3 separate regions of the Rattus norvegicus genome follow, and regions 1 and 2 are each linked to region 3. A link is a contact called in public Hi-C data. All regions are on one chromosome and are shown on one strand. Each heading gives the region's core, a stretch centred on a gene start, on an enhancer-like site or on the middle of the called end of the contact. The rest is flanking DNA. Distances are from core to core; before and after follow the strand shown. Region 1 holds the start of Xxylt1 (xyloside xylosyltransferase 1). Region 2 holds the start of Bdh1 (3-hydroxybutyrate dehydrogenase 1). Region 3 holds the start of Ppp1r2 (protein phosphatase 1, regulatory (inhibitor) subunit 2).

Evidence for each region. A called contact is a pair of places that touch in the nucleus more often than the background predicts.
Region 1: a contact with region 3 is called in a Hi-C map of Schwann cells, with 2.8 times the contacts expected there. The contact joins the promoter of Xxylt1 here to the promoter of Ppp1r2 in region 3. A contact is called at or near these places in 3 of 12 Hi-C or Micro-C datasets (Schwann cells, frontal cortex and mammary epithelial cells).
Region 2: a contact with region 3 is called in a Hi-C map of kidney, with 2.2 times the contacts expected there. The contact joins the promoter of Bdh1 here to the promoter of Ppp1r2 in region 3. A contact is called at or near these places in 3 of 12 Hi-C or Micro-C datasets (hepatocytes, kidney and mammary epithelial cells).

The regions. Positions count from the first base shown.
Region 1 is chr11:83,161,830-83,166,462 of GRCr8, reverse strand. Xxylt1 (xyloside xylosyltransferase 1) reads right to left here and starts at 3,031. Exons shown (of 4, transcript XM_344027.10): 1 at 2,428-3,031. The coding sequence starts at 2,928.
Region 2 is chr11:82,839,411-82,844,164 of GRCr8, reverse strand. It overlaps Bdh1 (3-hydroxybutyrate dehydrogenase 1), which reads left to right and starts at 1,529. Exons shown (of 7, transcript NM_053995.3): 1 at 1,529-1,691.
Region 3 is chr11:82,975,879-82,980,786 of GRCr8, reverse strand. It overlaps Ppp1r2 (protein phosphatase 1, regulatory (inhibitor) subunit 2), which reads right to left and starts at 3,153. Exons shown (of 6, transcript NM_138823.3): 1 at 2,898-3,153. The coding sequence starts at 3,019.

The DNA.
Region 1 (4,633 bases), core at 1,782-4,281, 190 kb before region 3:
AAGAATCAAATGACAGCAAGTGAAGCAAGCCTTCTTTGGGGAGCAGGGGTACCTTTTACCACAGAAACAGCTTCACAAAATACAAATTTATAATCAAGGGGAGCAATGTGACCCCAAGATTGATAAGCCTTTAGCTGCCTGCTGCTAAAGGTTAGAGAAGTGGTTAGAGAAGTGGTTAGAGAAGTGGCTCTCAACCTTCCTGATGCTGTGACCCTTTAATAATAGTTCCTCATGTTGTGGTGACCTCCAACCATAACATTATTTTTGTTGCTACTTAACTGTAATTTTGCTACCGTTTGTAATGTAAGTATCTGTGTTTTCTGCTGGTCCTGGGTGACCCCTGTGTGAAAGAGTCAGTCAACTCCCAAAAGGGTCTCAACCCACAGGTTAACAACTGTTGAGTTAGAACCACTAGCTTACACCTCAACAGGAAAGGTGACAGTCTCTTCAGGTCATTTGCAGCTGCCACCAAGCTTTGTGTGAGGGCTTGTAGCTGTCAGAGATGGGCTCCACGGAGCAGGAAACACATACTCCAAGACAGCAGTCTGACCTTCAGGCCAACTACAGGGCAGGAACTGTGTAGAGGCAGGTGATATGGCAAAGCACCACAGCGGGAAATTATCAATGGGAAAAACACAGACTCTTCAGCCGTGGGTCCGTCCCCTGCACGCCTCCAAGGAGCTGACGGCATTGGAAGAGCAGCAGGATTTGGGATGGAGACAGTATCCAACACAGGGAATGACATGAGCTTAGTTAGGCACACAGGCTAGGCTACAGTGTGCATACCTGATGAAGGGCAGGAATCTGGAAATGCAGAGCAGGCCCCAGCTGCTCTCCCTGCTGCAGCAGAGCATGCTGGTCTTCAAGGTGACCTGGTGAAACCCAAGACCTGCCTAGACTGGCCCTATGTCTTCTCCCTGGAATAGTAAGGTTTCTCCAATGTTAGAATGCTGGGATCAAACAGGGACAGGCTGAGTTACCTCTGGAGACTGCAGATAAGCAAAGCAGGATAGGCTCTGGAACAAACCCCTGGTGAAAGACACTTCTAGATCCTACAGGGTGAAATTCCAGTCCAGGTACCCTTTCCTGACCATAGCGGTTGTCCTATCTTCAGTGCTATGAGGGGAGCAGGAATGGAAAGGTCCTTCAGGCTACGGTGGGTCAGGCTTGGAAGGTTCCCGAACATAAGGACGTACTCGATATAGTCTGGGAGCCAGGTGTGGTGGCGCACAAAGAGTGGAGCACTCAGGAGCGCTGGCACAAGTTCGAAGCCAGCCTGAGCTACACAATGAGTTCCCAGGTTAGTTTAGACTACAGAGTGAGATCCTTTTAAAATAATAATAATAGTCAATCCAATCAGGGCTATGCATACCTGTGATCCAACACTCGGAGACAAAGGCAGAAAAAGACTGGTCAAGGCCAGTGTGGTCTGGATAGCAAGCCCAAAAAACAAAAGAAACTGAGGGCATAGCCATGAGTCCAGGAAGGAGAGTCAAGGAAGAGCTCTACCAAGCAACAGGGACATCACTCTAGTCAACACAAAACTGCCTTGGACCCCTGAACACAGCATGGTCCCTGGCACCAAGCTAGGTACAGGGACAAGGAATTCTGCTCTTGATTCAATATCTTCCACCAACATCAGATTCCATCCTTAAAGACCATCGGCCCCTCTTTCCCAATAATCAGACTCTGAACCCCCTCCGGACAACCAATGCATCAAAATAGATAGGGCAAGCAAGTTGATGAGAGTAACAAGCTCGTAGGTCAAGAACCCAATCCTGGACAAACAGAGGCAGGTGATAAATCAGAGGCCAGAAGAGGTGGGAGCTGCTGGGAAGTCAGGCTGGTGGGTTCAAATCTGTATCCCTTGGAGCTTTTCCTCTGGAGGAGGAACTTGTGGCTTATCTAACTGGTTCACGTTCTTAAGGGCAAGAGGGAAAAGGACACAGAGAGGACATGAGATCCTCCCCCCCCCCCGCCCCCAGAATACTACTGAGGAATTCCAGTTTAACCCTGATACTTCTAGAGGCCTCCCCAAGATCCTGACTAGAAGACAGCTCAGAGTGATGACTATTGTGTGCCTTCAAAAGGGACAATTCCATTCTCAGAAGTCAAAGAATATGAGGAGTGTAGACTGTAAAGGCACTTCTTATGAATGAACTCTGGGAAACTAGCAAAATAGGGCGGGCTGATCTTTCAGGAAACGGTGCCGGATGAAGCGGGAGAGGGACTAGTTAACGCTGCCGATCCATCCCAGTTAGTCTGACTCTAGGACACGCCCCCAGACCAGATCTCCAGGACGCTGGACAAGCATGTGCAGGACAGGGTAGAGGATATTAGACAGGCTACAGGCACAGGAATCGAACACCGCTCACTGGAGCTACCAGTGACAGCTCAGAGAACAGACGTGGGCCATCCACCTCTCACCTTGCACTTGAAACCGGCGGCGGGCGGCAGGAGCTCCCGCAGCAGGGCCTTGGCCACCTCGCGGCTGGCCTCTTCGCTCACGAAGTGGAGGTTAAGCACCTCGTGCGGCTCGAACTTGGCGAGGCGCAGCAGGGAGCGCAGCGCCACTCGAGCCTTGGCCTGCAGCGCCGCGTTGTGCTCCGCCTTGGTGAACATCATGAGCAGGTGGTAGTCCACCGGGACCGCCAAGCCGCCCTCCAGGTTCTTGGCCTTGGCACCGGAGGCCGGCGCCGCGGAGCCCCGGGCCAGCTCGGGCACGGGCGGCGTGGGCGCGGCGGCCCCGGCGCGGGCCTCCTTCAGCCTCTTGGTGGCGCTGGAGAAGGTCTCCCGGCCCGAGCCCAGGTAGTAGAAGGCGCACACTGCCAGCGCCGCGGCCAGCAGCAGTGCGCAGTAGTGCGAGCGCACCGCGCCCAGGCGCGCCATGGCCCGAGCGCACGCGGCCCCGCCTCGGAGGAGGTCCATGCGCCGGAGCCGGCGGCCCAGCAGCCGGGCCCACTCAAAGCAGCACTCCAGGGCCCGGAGCCCGGCAGCGGGCGGCGGCCATAGCGGGGGCGGGACCGCGCTGCCGGGAGCCAATCGTGACCGTGGACACCTAAAGGGCGGGGCCATCGCAGCCGCTAGGTCCTAGGTTCCGACGGGTTAGACGCCAGCTCTCCTTTGCAGATTTTGGCTGCCAGACTTGAGAGGCTGACACCAGACCCTAGACTGGGTCGGCCTGCTAGAGGGGGAATCTTGGTCTTGAAATAACAAACGCTTCAATATAAGACTTATGTAGATAAAGCTACCTTTTCTGTCTCCACATTTGTCTTCTCTCTCTCCTCCCTCTTCCTCTCCTTCTCCCTGACCTTCTCCCTCCCTCTCCACTAGTTAGGAAACTACCTAGAGTTGAAACATTTAAACCAGAAGGTCCTTCTTGTTTCACACATAGGTTTATTAACACCCCAAATGAAAATGGCTTTCCCCATCTCCCTTCACACCTCTGGGATAACCCGGAGAATATCCATGGCCAGCAGGGGGACTTTACTGTCCAAAACTGTAGTCCCTGCAGAGAGCTCCCAAGAAACACCAAAATTGTTTAATTGGCTTGCAAGACTTGAGGGAAAACATGAGATGTCCCAGAAAGTTTTGAAAAATCTTAACTGGGGCATACTGAAGTGACTTAACAAAGCACTAGCCTGCAGCCATTTAACCATCATCAGTCAACAATGCCAGGCAGACAAAAATTCATTAACTTCAGGTTTTTAAGACTTGGCGATATAACAAAAGTTCTGAAGGAAATTGGTCTGCATGCTTCAAAGCGGTGGAGGTAAGAATGCTCAAATGTTCCCGAGTATACAACGGGCTAGCCTTGCCCCCGAGGATGGCATTCACCTGCCCCAGCATCACGTGCTTCCAACTCTGTCCTTTTCCACGGGAACAACAAATCTGAAAAGCAGCCAACCTCTGAAACAGGCCCGGCGGGTTCAACACATACTACTCACCACCGGCAGGGGGACCCCAAGAGGGCAGAATGATCACAGTTGGTAAAGTCATCTGATCCTTACAATTCCATGATATGCAGATATTTGCAACAGGCCAAAGCATGTGATTTCCAAAGCACAACTCATATTCAGTGAGTAATTCAAGTTCTGAGTTGTATTTTCCATGGACACATGGGACAGGAAGTCCAGGCCAGCTCTACCGCTGCCAACTATTACACACCCAGTGGTTACGTGCTTACTCTGAGAACAATTATGCCCAGATGTAAAAGAAAGGCAACATCACCATCGCAGATAGGAAAGACAATAAGGTGCCTGACATTGAATAACTTAAATCCAGGAGACATTAAACTTACCAAAATAAGTGTAAATATCCAATAGCTATAAAAAAAAATTAGTAACCGCAACTTTTCTGAGGTGTTTATAAATACTACCCCAAATCTCTAAATAATTCTGCAACTTGTACCTTTTAGTCCCCACCCATAACATCGATCAAGTGATCTGTCTCTGTTTCTCTCTCTCTCTCTCTCATTATTCAACAATTTTTCAACTAATGACTTATTTTCAGACATTTAGCCCTTTAATTCATGCCAAAGAAATAAAGCAACTTAAACCAAGGTCAAGAAAATACTCAAATAATTCTCAAAATAATCTGCCTGATGCCTGATATAAAGAATAAACCTCGACCA
Region 2 (4,754 bases), core at 280-2,779, 130 kb after region 3:
GTATTGGTCAGAGAGAGTCCAGGTGCCATTGGCTCTTTTACACTCGTGGGCTCGCCCAGTGTCAGAGGGCAGTGGGTTGCTGCAGGCATCCTAGAGAGCTGTGACAGAAACACCCTGAAGCCTGGAGGAATAAGTGAAGCAGGGGCTTCTCAGGTCACACCAGCAAAGCTGGGGCTGGAAAGATCGCGAAGCAAGAGTTGTCTAAGGTAAAGTCAAAGAGTTCAACTATCAAAGTCTTTTATAAGTCGTTACACATAATTCTTAGTCCCAAATTAGAATCTATGGTTTTCCTAGGTGAGAAGATTAACTCTTCTAGCACGACATAATGCTCAAAGTGTATCCTAGTGACACCGTATACTCGAATGGTTATAGGTTTTTATAATTGTAGGGTGTTTGGGGGGTTGGATGACTTGTTTATTTATTTATTGTTGTTTTTGGTTTTTGAGACTGGGTTTCTCTGTGTATCACTGGCTGCCCCGGAACTCACTCTGCACATCAGACTAGTCTTGAACTCAGAGGTCTGCCTCCCTCTGTCTCCCGAGTAAGTGCAGGGATTAAAATAGTTGCCTGTTTACAGTAAAGAGATTTATTGCTATGGATCACAGCGCCATCTACTGGGCGACATTCTGAGTCAACTGAGTCTGTGAAATGGGCTCAGAGAACCAACGTGTTCTCTTTTCAGGATTCTCCCGGTCTTCGGCGCTATGAGTGCCAGAAGAGGGGCATAAAAAGGGAACACGCAGCCTCAGCCCTCAAGATCCACGGACAGGGCTGGCAGCTTTCTTAAAGCCTCGATCCCCCATTGTCCCCATACTTCCCCGGGACGTTGATTTGTCTAGTCCCTTTCTACGCAGTCCTTACGTCATTTGTCTAAACATAGCTCATCGCTAATAGATGCTGGTGTCGTTCTTCAGCCTGTTTCTCATCCTGGAAACAGGTGTCTCGAGGTAGTGGGATCTGAGGAGAGTTCATTTATGGCTGACTGCCCCTGCAGACCACGCGCATAGTTCTATTGGTGAAACCTTGGGAAACTGCGATATGTTAAAAGACCCTCAGGAGAGAAAAATTAAGTGTCGTTTCGTTAAATGACATTCAAAAGTCAATCAACTAACCATTTAGTTCCGATAAGCTTTAAAGACAGCAAACACTCAAAAGACCTGGAAGGAGTCTTGTCCTCCACACGGTTTCTTCACTTCCTGGAGCGGCACGGGCGCCCTGGTTTTGGGGGTGGGCTGGGGGCTGAAACCTTCTCGCACCTTTTGCCTCCCCACCAGGACCCAGGAAGCGAAGATCATACGGCAGCGAGGATCTGTACCAGGCTTGGATCAGGATGGACCTGCATGAGCAGGTTTACCTCCGGGGCGTCTAGAGATTAGGGGCACCCTTGACTGGAGCAGAGCCAGGCCGGAATAAGGAGGGCTAAGGAGGCTGCGCCTAAGCACTCCCCGCCTCCGCGCTGTCTGCCGTCGGGCCCCGCCCGGCGCAGCCTTAACGCACGTACCGGAGTGTGTTAGGCACATCCGGGTGTCAGAAGCAGGAGGCCGCAGTTTTAGGGGTCCGGAGAGGGTCTTGAGAAACAGAGGCAACGCGCCAACTCCAAGCCAGAAGCGCGAGCACCTGCACAGCTCCGGGGTCAGACGAGCGCACCGGTCCAGCCCTTGCCGCGGAGCCCCCTGCCGGCTCGTTGTGGGGTAAGAGGGTCTTCAGCGCGGTAGCTCGGGTGCTGCACACCAGCGCTATCTGCTGGGTTTGGGTTAGACCGGCGCGGCTACTGAGCCGGCTCCTTGGAAGGCGGGTGGGGAAGGGACATCGTGTCCTCTAGGCAGCCCTGCGGCCGAAGAGGAAGCAGAGATGGACCGATTGATATCCCAGGTGGTCTGCACCCGTCACCCTCTGATGGCCTCCCGCTTCCTCCGTGCACGCCTCCAGGAACAAGGTCCTTTATAATCACCACGGGAGGCCCAGGGTTGATCACGCGGCGGCGTGGCTCCAGGCGAAACCTTCGGCACTCCTCGTTCACTGCTGGCGCGATTTTACAGAAGGGAACCGAGGACCCAGGAGTGGAGGGAACTGGCCCAAGGTCACTTCGTAGTCCAAGGCCGAGCCTGGGTCGAAGCCACTCAAGCAGCCCCTTGGAAGGCACTGCGCGGTCCCGACCCATCTCCCGACCTTGCTCTACGTCGGTCCCCCTCCTCCCGTGGCCTCCACTAGGCTCTGTTGTAGGGGTTTTGGCAGCGCCTCCTCCGCGTCTGCTGTGCTCGGAAAGGATGCTGGACAGCGGTGAGGCCACGAGTCCAGTCGCGTGAGCATGAGCAGAGCCAGGGTTGGTGGAGACTGGGTGGGCCTCGGTGCTGGGGGAAGAAGAGAAGGTCCGGGCTTGGTGGCGGCGCCGCGGGGGTCGTCTGGGGATGCCCGAGTGGCGGGGGCCTTGGCAGCGCCAGGCCGGCAGTCACCCCAGTGCAACGGCTGGAGGACAGTGCGGCTTTGTCTAGGTGGTGTCGCCTCAGCCAATGGGAGCTCTGTCTGGGCCGAGCCCCCTTGGTCCCCGCCCTCTTGCCGGTTGGATGGGACCGCAGCGCTGGGATTGGCTGCGCGGTCTACAGCGACGTCTGGCGCGGCGTGGAGTAGGAGGCGCCAGTGCGATTCCATCCTACCCCTTGCCTGCTGGAGGGCGCCAGGTTTGCGTGTGTTCGCGCATCTGGGTGGGGCTCCGACGTCCTTTCCCCTAACCCTGTGGCTGCTCCTTCCAGGAGGCGGCGGCATATCATCCATCGCATGTTTTTCCAGCCAGTGAGCCAAAGTCGGCCCATAGTCAGCAGGTGCAGAGTCACTGTCTAGCCCAGAGGTTCTCACTTGGAGTTGCAGAGGCTTCCTCTTGCCAGGGTATTTTGTGACGCAGCAGATGCCTGTCTTTCGACATCAGATTGTTCCTGAAACACTGGGTATAGACACCCTAACAGGCCAGGAAGCTGAACGGAGACATTTATGTAACGTTCAACAATACATCCATAGAGGAAACCTAGATGTCAGTGAGTCCTATTGGTGGGGTGCTCAGAGTGTATGTGGGGCTGATGGTTAGGGCTCGTGAATAGTTTTGAATTCCAATATACACCGCCTGGGTGACTGTAATTACAGAGATCCAAAGGGAGGCTGGGGAAAGAGGAGGAGCCTGGGGAAAGAGGAGGAGCCTGGGGTTTTTTGTTTGTTTTTACTATGAGAAGGGTTGAAACTAAGGCGTCATAAATGATAAGTTCTTGCCACTGAGTTATATCCTCAACCTGATTTTTATTATTTTGGGTCGATGTTCCACTAAGTTACCTAGGCTGACCTTGGATTTAGAGCCAAGGAAGGCTTTAACTGCCTGCCTCAACTTCCTGTGTAGCTGGGATTACAGTCTCTGTTGAGAGACTGAGTTTTTGATGTAGGCAATTAGAAAAGGTAGCCTGGGACTACCGAGATGGCTCAGTGGTTAAGGGCACTGATCACACGGTGGCTTACAACCATCTGTAATGGGATCAGATGCCCTCTTCTGGTGTGCCTGAAGACCGCTACAGTGTACTCATACATAAAATAAATAAATCATCTTAAAAAAAGAAAGACAAGGGCTGGGGATTTAGCTCAGTGGTAGAGCGCTTACCTAGGAAGCGCAAGGCCCTGGGTTCGGTCCCCAGCTCCGAAAAAAAAAAAAAAAAAAAAAAAAAGAACCAAAAAAAGAAAGACAAAGAAAAGGTAGCTTGGAGGACATGTTATTTGTACCAATTAGGTGTGAAAAAGATCAGATTAGGTATAGGATAAGGGAGGCTTAGAAATTAAAGAGTGATGGTGTGGCAATTTTTTAAAAGATTATTTTATGTATATGAGTACACTGTAGCTGTCTTCAGACACACCAGAAGAGGGCATCGGATCCCATTACAGATGGTTGTGAGCCACCATGTGGTTGCTGGGAATTGAACTCAGGACCTCTGGAAGAGCAACCAGTGCTTTTAATCGCTGAGCCATCTCTCCAGCCCAGATGGTATAGCAGTTGATTTAGTAAGTGTTAGTGGATGGATGGAGGGGGGTCTCAGAGGCCCAACCCTCACAGCTTAGTTCTATTCGCTATTGATTCAAGGGGAGGAGGGGTCACTGAATGGACAGCTCCAACATCGTGGTCACTCAGATGGCCCCAGTTACCCTGAGCTGGTCAAAGAACAAAGCCTAGGGTTGGGGATTTAGCTCAGTGGTAGAGGCCCTGGGTTCGGTCCCCAGCTCTGAAAAAAAGAAAAAAGAAAAAAAAAAAAAGAACAAAGCCTAAAGTCATGAATCTGGAAAAAGGACGAGTGTGCCTCCAAGTGCTGGGTTTAAAGGCGTGGCTTAAAAACGCTTAACTCACTCTGCCCCGTGTCTTCGGTGTGTAAGTCATTGCTTTGGGAATCCCCTTACTGCAAGAGCTTGCAATTGGAAAAGATTCAAAGATGCAGATAAGATAAGAAAAAAATAATGTGTGAAAGATGTAGTGGGGTAAGTGCTAATAGCAAAGCAAAAAACGGAAGCAAGGAGGGGACAGAGTAGTGGCCAGGCTGCGGTGGGGCTCAGGTGTGAAGAACCAGGTGAGGGCTCTATACATGTGCCTATCTGACGAGAGTTTCCAGACAGAGGGACAAGAGAGGCAACGGCCCTGAAGCCAGGAAGTGTGTCAATGACAGACAGCAAGAAGATCACCATACCGAGGCACAGTGAACAGAGATGAGGTTAAGGAGATGAGAGGGCCAAGA
Region 3 (4,908 bases), core at 1,904-4,403:
ACCACTGAGCTAAATCCCCAACCCTGAGTCTATCTATTTTTAATTAACCCCCTAAAACTAATACTTGACAAATGTCATCTGAGAAAACTACTCAGTGGACCTGACATTATCAGTGCAATCAGAAGAAGAAAACAGCATATGTTAAAGATTGGCATGTGCCTGCTTCTTTTTATCTCTAGAGGTCAAGGTGGGGGAACTGCAATTTCAAGGGTATCCTGGGTTATATAGTAAGATATTTTTTAATGCAATAAATCACTAAAAACAAACACATCTCCAAATAATTTGTACCTGTGTGTATGGGGTTGTGGGGAAGAACCACCCTAGGTGTAAGTCCTTGCCTTCCTTGTTTGAGACTGCATCCTATCTTTTTCCAGATGTGCTGGGCGAGCTGAAGCTCAAGCTTCTGTGGATTCAAGGATTCTCCTGTCTCTGCCTCCCATCACCCTGTGTAACCACTGGGATTACAGATGTGCACGCTATCCTCTGGTTTTACATGGGTTCTCTATTTAAACCTAGGTCCTCACACATGGCCAGCAAGTGCTTTACCGAATTCTGAGCCATCTTCCTCAGCTCCTCCGTTCAGGTTTAAGTACTACAACCAACAGTATGCATGAAAGTATGAACTATGAAGATAGATTGGAAGTGTTTCAATTTTTCCTTTAGAAAGCTCTCTGTAAATAATCACTACAGACAGTATCTCCAGTAAGAGCAGGCAGGAGAGAGAGAACAAAGAAGCAACTACATTGTATAGATAAATCCTATTTACAGGTTTTCTATTTGGGAATTTCCTTATTGGAATCCTTCTATAATCTTAACATCATTACTGAAGGGAGTTTAGTGGATGCTCAAAGACATCAGGGGGTAGGAGAATTTTTAACTGTCCGCAGGGAACATGTTGCCAGCTGGGGCCAAACATGGCGAGGCCCTGCTTGCTGTTTTTGGCTCTCACATTATTAAAAGTGTTCTTTGACTTTTCTGTTATAACTATTAACATACATTCCGGAACTCCTTGTACAAAAGGATGAGTTTCATTGACCTTTTGATACATGAACATCACATACTTTATACAGTGTGTGTCTTCCTTTCCCTTCCCTTTCCATGTTGAGGATCAAACCCGAGGACTTGTATATGCAACTATATGTATACAATAATGTAGTTTTATTGCTATAATTTCTTTGTTTTACCATTTTTCAATAGTTGATTATGGAAAAGCTTATCTTTTACCAGTTGGGACCATACACACATCATGAACTTCAATGAACTATGTTTGATGGGGCCTGCTGAACTTGGGCTACAACTACAGTCAAGGCAGTCGGTCAACTAGCTTATAAAATCCTTTTTAAGTGAATCTGTCCTGCCAGGAACTCTTTCAGAAGGAGCAATTTATCTAGTGGAGTCAGTCTCATTTAGTGGTATGGGGGGTGGGGGGTAAATCTTGGGCAAGCATGGGAGTCAGAGATCTAACTGATAGAACAGTGCTCTAGATCATAGAGCATCAAATCTGAGGATGTGAGTTAAGGGTGCTGAGAACTGAGATATTTGATAGTTGGACAAGTCAATGAGGACCTATCCTGCTGCTTGACAGTCAAGCTGTGGTGAGCGAGTGCCTTCTGGACTTCCTGCTACTATGCTGTGGCATTCAGTTTTCCCATGACCCACAACCTGTCAAAGCACTTTAAAGCAGCTTATTCCAAGTACAGCTTGGAAAACTATGAAGGCACGCAGTTCTCTTCAAACTCAAAGAATGGGGGGAGGTGGTGTTGCTGGACAATGCTAAATCCTTTCCCTGTCTCTGCGGGACACAATTCTAAGTTGAATCCACAAAAGGGGTTTTCTCCAAATTTCCCATAAAATTGTTTCCAGCTAGTTACTCTAAAAATTCCAAATTAGATCCTTAATATAGGAGTGCCCTACTTCTAAAAGTCTAAGACTTCACAGCATTCTCACTGCTACCTCCACGGACTTCAGTAATCTTTCTTAAGCCTTGTTTCTGAATGCAAGAGTTCCTATTATAATTTTAGTAACTTAGACTATTCGAGGCCCCCTTAGAGTCTGACCCGGTGGTATAATTAGTTATACCCTAGACGCTGTACTACTGTCACACTATTTTCATTGAGCACTGAAGCCTGGGTAGTTTTCTCTGTAGCCAGAACACCTCTCTGTTTTTTCAGGCTGGAATATCTTTCCATTATACAAATGTACCATAATTAATATTTCACCAGTTCTCACTAATGGACCTTGGGCGGTTTCCAGGTATTTACTAATACACACAATGCTTTACGTCAATATCTCAAGTTGCTTCTCTCTGAAGAACTGCGTTTAGATATGCAAAACAGGACCCAAAACTAGATAGAAAGCACCCAAACCTCTAGCTCCAGGTACAAAAATATTTAGCAACAGTAACTTTCCATTAAATGCAGATGACTGATTTTAAAATTTTGGTTTCATTTAGTGCAGAGATAATGACAGACCAGGAACTGAGAGACGAACGCAGTAAAGTGCTTAATGGAGAAATAAATGTGTTTGTGCTTCTGGTTGTTTTTTTTAAAGTGTTGATCTCATTAGCCTGAACCTAGATTGAAATTGAAGGGCAAAAAAGAAACTCCTTTGCCTTAGAATTTTAGCTACCTTGGCTTAGGCTAGGGGCATAATAAAAGCTTAACAGTTAAAGCTTTGAAACTTCAATCTGATTCCTTAGCGTTCCGAAGGACACGAAGTTCAAAAGCCAGGCTTAAAATGTGCGTGTACTTAGAAAATAAACGAGACAAACGCCACCGCCTCTGGCGGCTCCGGTCCCACTCCACCCCGCGGCCGGAGGGGCAAGGCTAAGGCCGGCTCCCCGTAGCCGCCTGTCAGCCGGGAAGGCGAGGCTTCCAGGCCGGCCTCCCGGCTCTCACCTCAGCTCCTCTTCGACGGTCCGGCGGGGCTGTTCGGCCGAGGCCACCACCGAGGAAGTCGTAGAGGTCTTGTTCTTCAGGATTCCCTTGATGGGCCGGTGCGAGGCCGTCGAGGCCGCCATTGCCGGTCGCTCCGGCTGCTGGCTCAGGGTCGCTGCTGGCGTGGGGTCCCGGAGGAGAAGGGGTGGGCACTGCAGAGACCCTCCAGGCAGCCGTGGAGCCCAGGCCGGGCTAAAGCAGTCGCACCTGCTGTCGCGGAAACCACTACCAGCGTCTCCCGCACGACACAATGACCGCAACGCCACAGCTGACGCCGCGCGGCTGGCGGCCCTTCGCCGCCGGCAAAGCAGCCCGCGGCCCGCGGAGGAGGCCGGCCTAGTGGCCCAGCGCGGGAGCGACGCGGATGCCAAAGCCAAGCCCGGCCCGCCCTCTCGCGATATCTAGAGCGGGGCGGGGCGAGAACAAAGCCGGCCTTCTTGCCCCGCCCCTTCCCGCCCGCCCGCCCGCCCCGCCCCTCCTCTGTGTTAGGTCAGCTGAGTCCTGACCCAGCAATCGTGTCAGTGAGAGACCCGCTGTCTGCCTTAGAGATCTACTTCCTAGCACTCTCCCATCGCCGTATGAAACCTTGTTGCTATTTCTGTCTTATGACAGAAAACTGAGGCTCACGGGTGACTCACTCCACAAAGATAAGAGATGTTAGCTGACTGAACGATATAGCTCCCGTTTCTATTTAATCTTTGTAATCATCTTCTTTTTCCTTTTCTTTTCTTTTCTTTTCTTTCTTTTTTTATTTGAGACAGGTCTTTCTATGCAGACCAAGCTAGTTTCGAACTCACAGAGATCGACCTGCCTCTGCCTCCTGAGTGCTAAAGGTCTGTGCCACCACACCCAGTCCTTCGCGATTTAACTTCCTACTATAAAATCATAGAATACCAGTATTGGAATGGTCCTCAAAGATCTATTATGAAGCCACAGAATAGTCATTTTTGTGATATCACAAAAAAGCCTGCCTTGGGATAATAGAACCTCTTCTTACCATTGGAGAAGCAGACGGACAGAAAAGAGCCACCACTTCCACACAGTCCATCCATAGTATATGATGGCCACAAGGCAAAGTCGGTGTGGCACTGGAGGACCGGAGTGGTGCCCCTACAAACCAAGGATCAACAAGACATCAAAAGTCCGGGGAGCCATTTTCAACAGATCCAAATTCTCAGTGCTCTTAGAGGGAGCCAAGTCCCCTGCTCTCAATTTGGGAATTCAAGCCCCCAGTACATTTTCTGTTGCTTAAAGTTTCTCGGGTGTGAAACTTCGTTGTCCCACCTCCTTCAGCCTTCAAGTCCGTCACACAGTTGTGTTTGTTCCACTACTCTGTCCTGATCAGACCTCTCAGAAACCTATGACAGGCCAGAGCAGACTACGGCACATGGGAATGCCATTGCCATCGGATCGACCCCAGTCCTCTGGGACCTTAGACAGCTAGGTGTCTGGTAAGAAGATTGTCACAGGGATACCCACCCATACCATGAAAGGGTTATCCAGCCACAGCGATGCCAGAACTTCCTCCCTTCCCGGGCTCTGACTCAGGAAGCCTAGATGGAGGAGATTCCCAGCAACTTGTTTGCTGGGGAGAGGAAGGCAAAGTGCAACTATTTTTAAGCAGTAATCTCACTCAAATAAGAGTCTTCTGCCTCGGTGCCTAGCAGACAATACTGTTTGGTGTCTTTAGGGCTCTGTTCCTGGGAACAGCGTCCGGTTTCCTGAAACGGTCAGATTTTCCAGACTGGCCCCTGGCTGAGTTCCTGCCAGAGGAAAGCCTCACTAAGGGACAGGATGCTGGTGGAGGTAATGGAGGGGAAGTGCACAGGAAGGTGAGAAGGGAAGCAGCTTTGCAGCTCATCTTGCTGAATGTGCTCTCCTGGGATTTCTGAGGCAAAGCTATAGAGCCACGTCCTTGGCTTGGGGCCCACCTCTGTTCCCAGTCAAATGTTTCATCCTCCCTCCTTGGCTG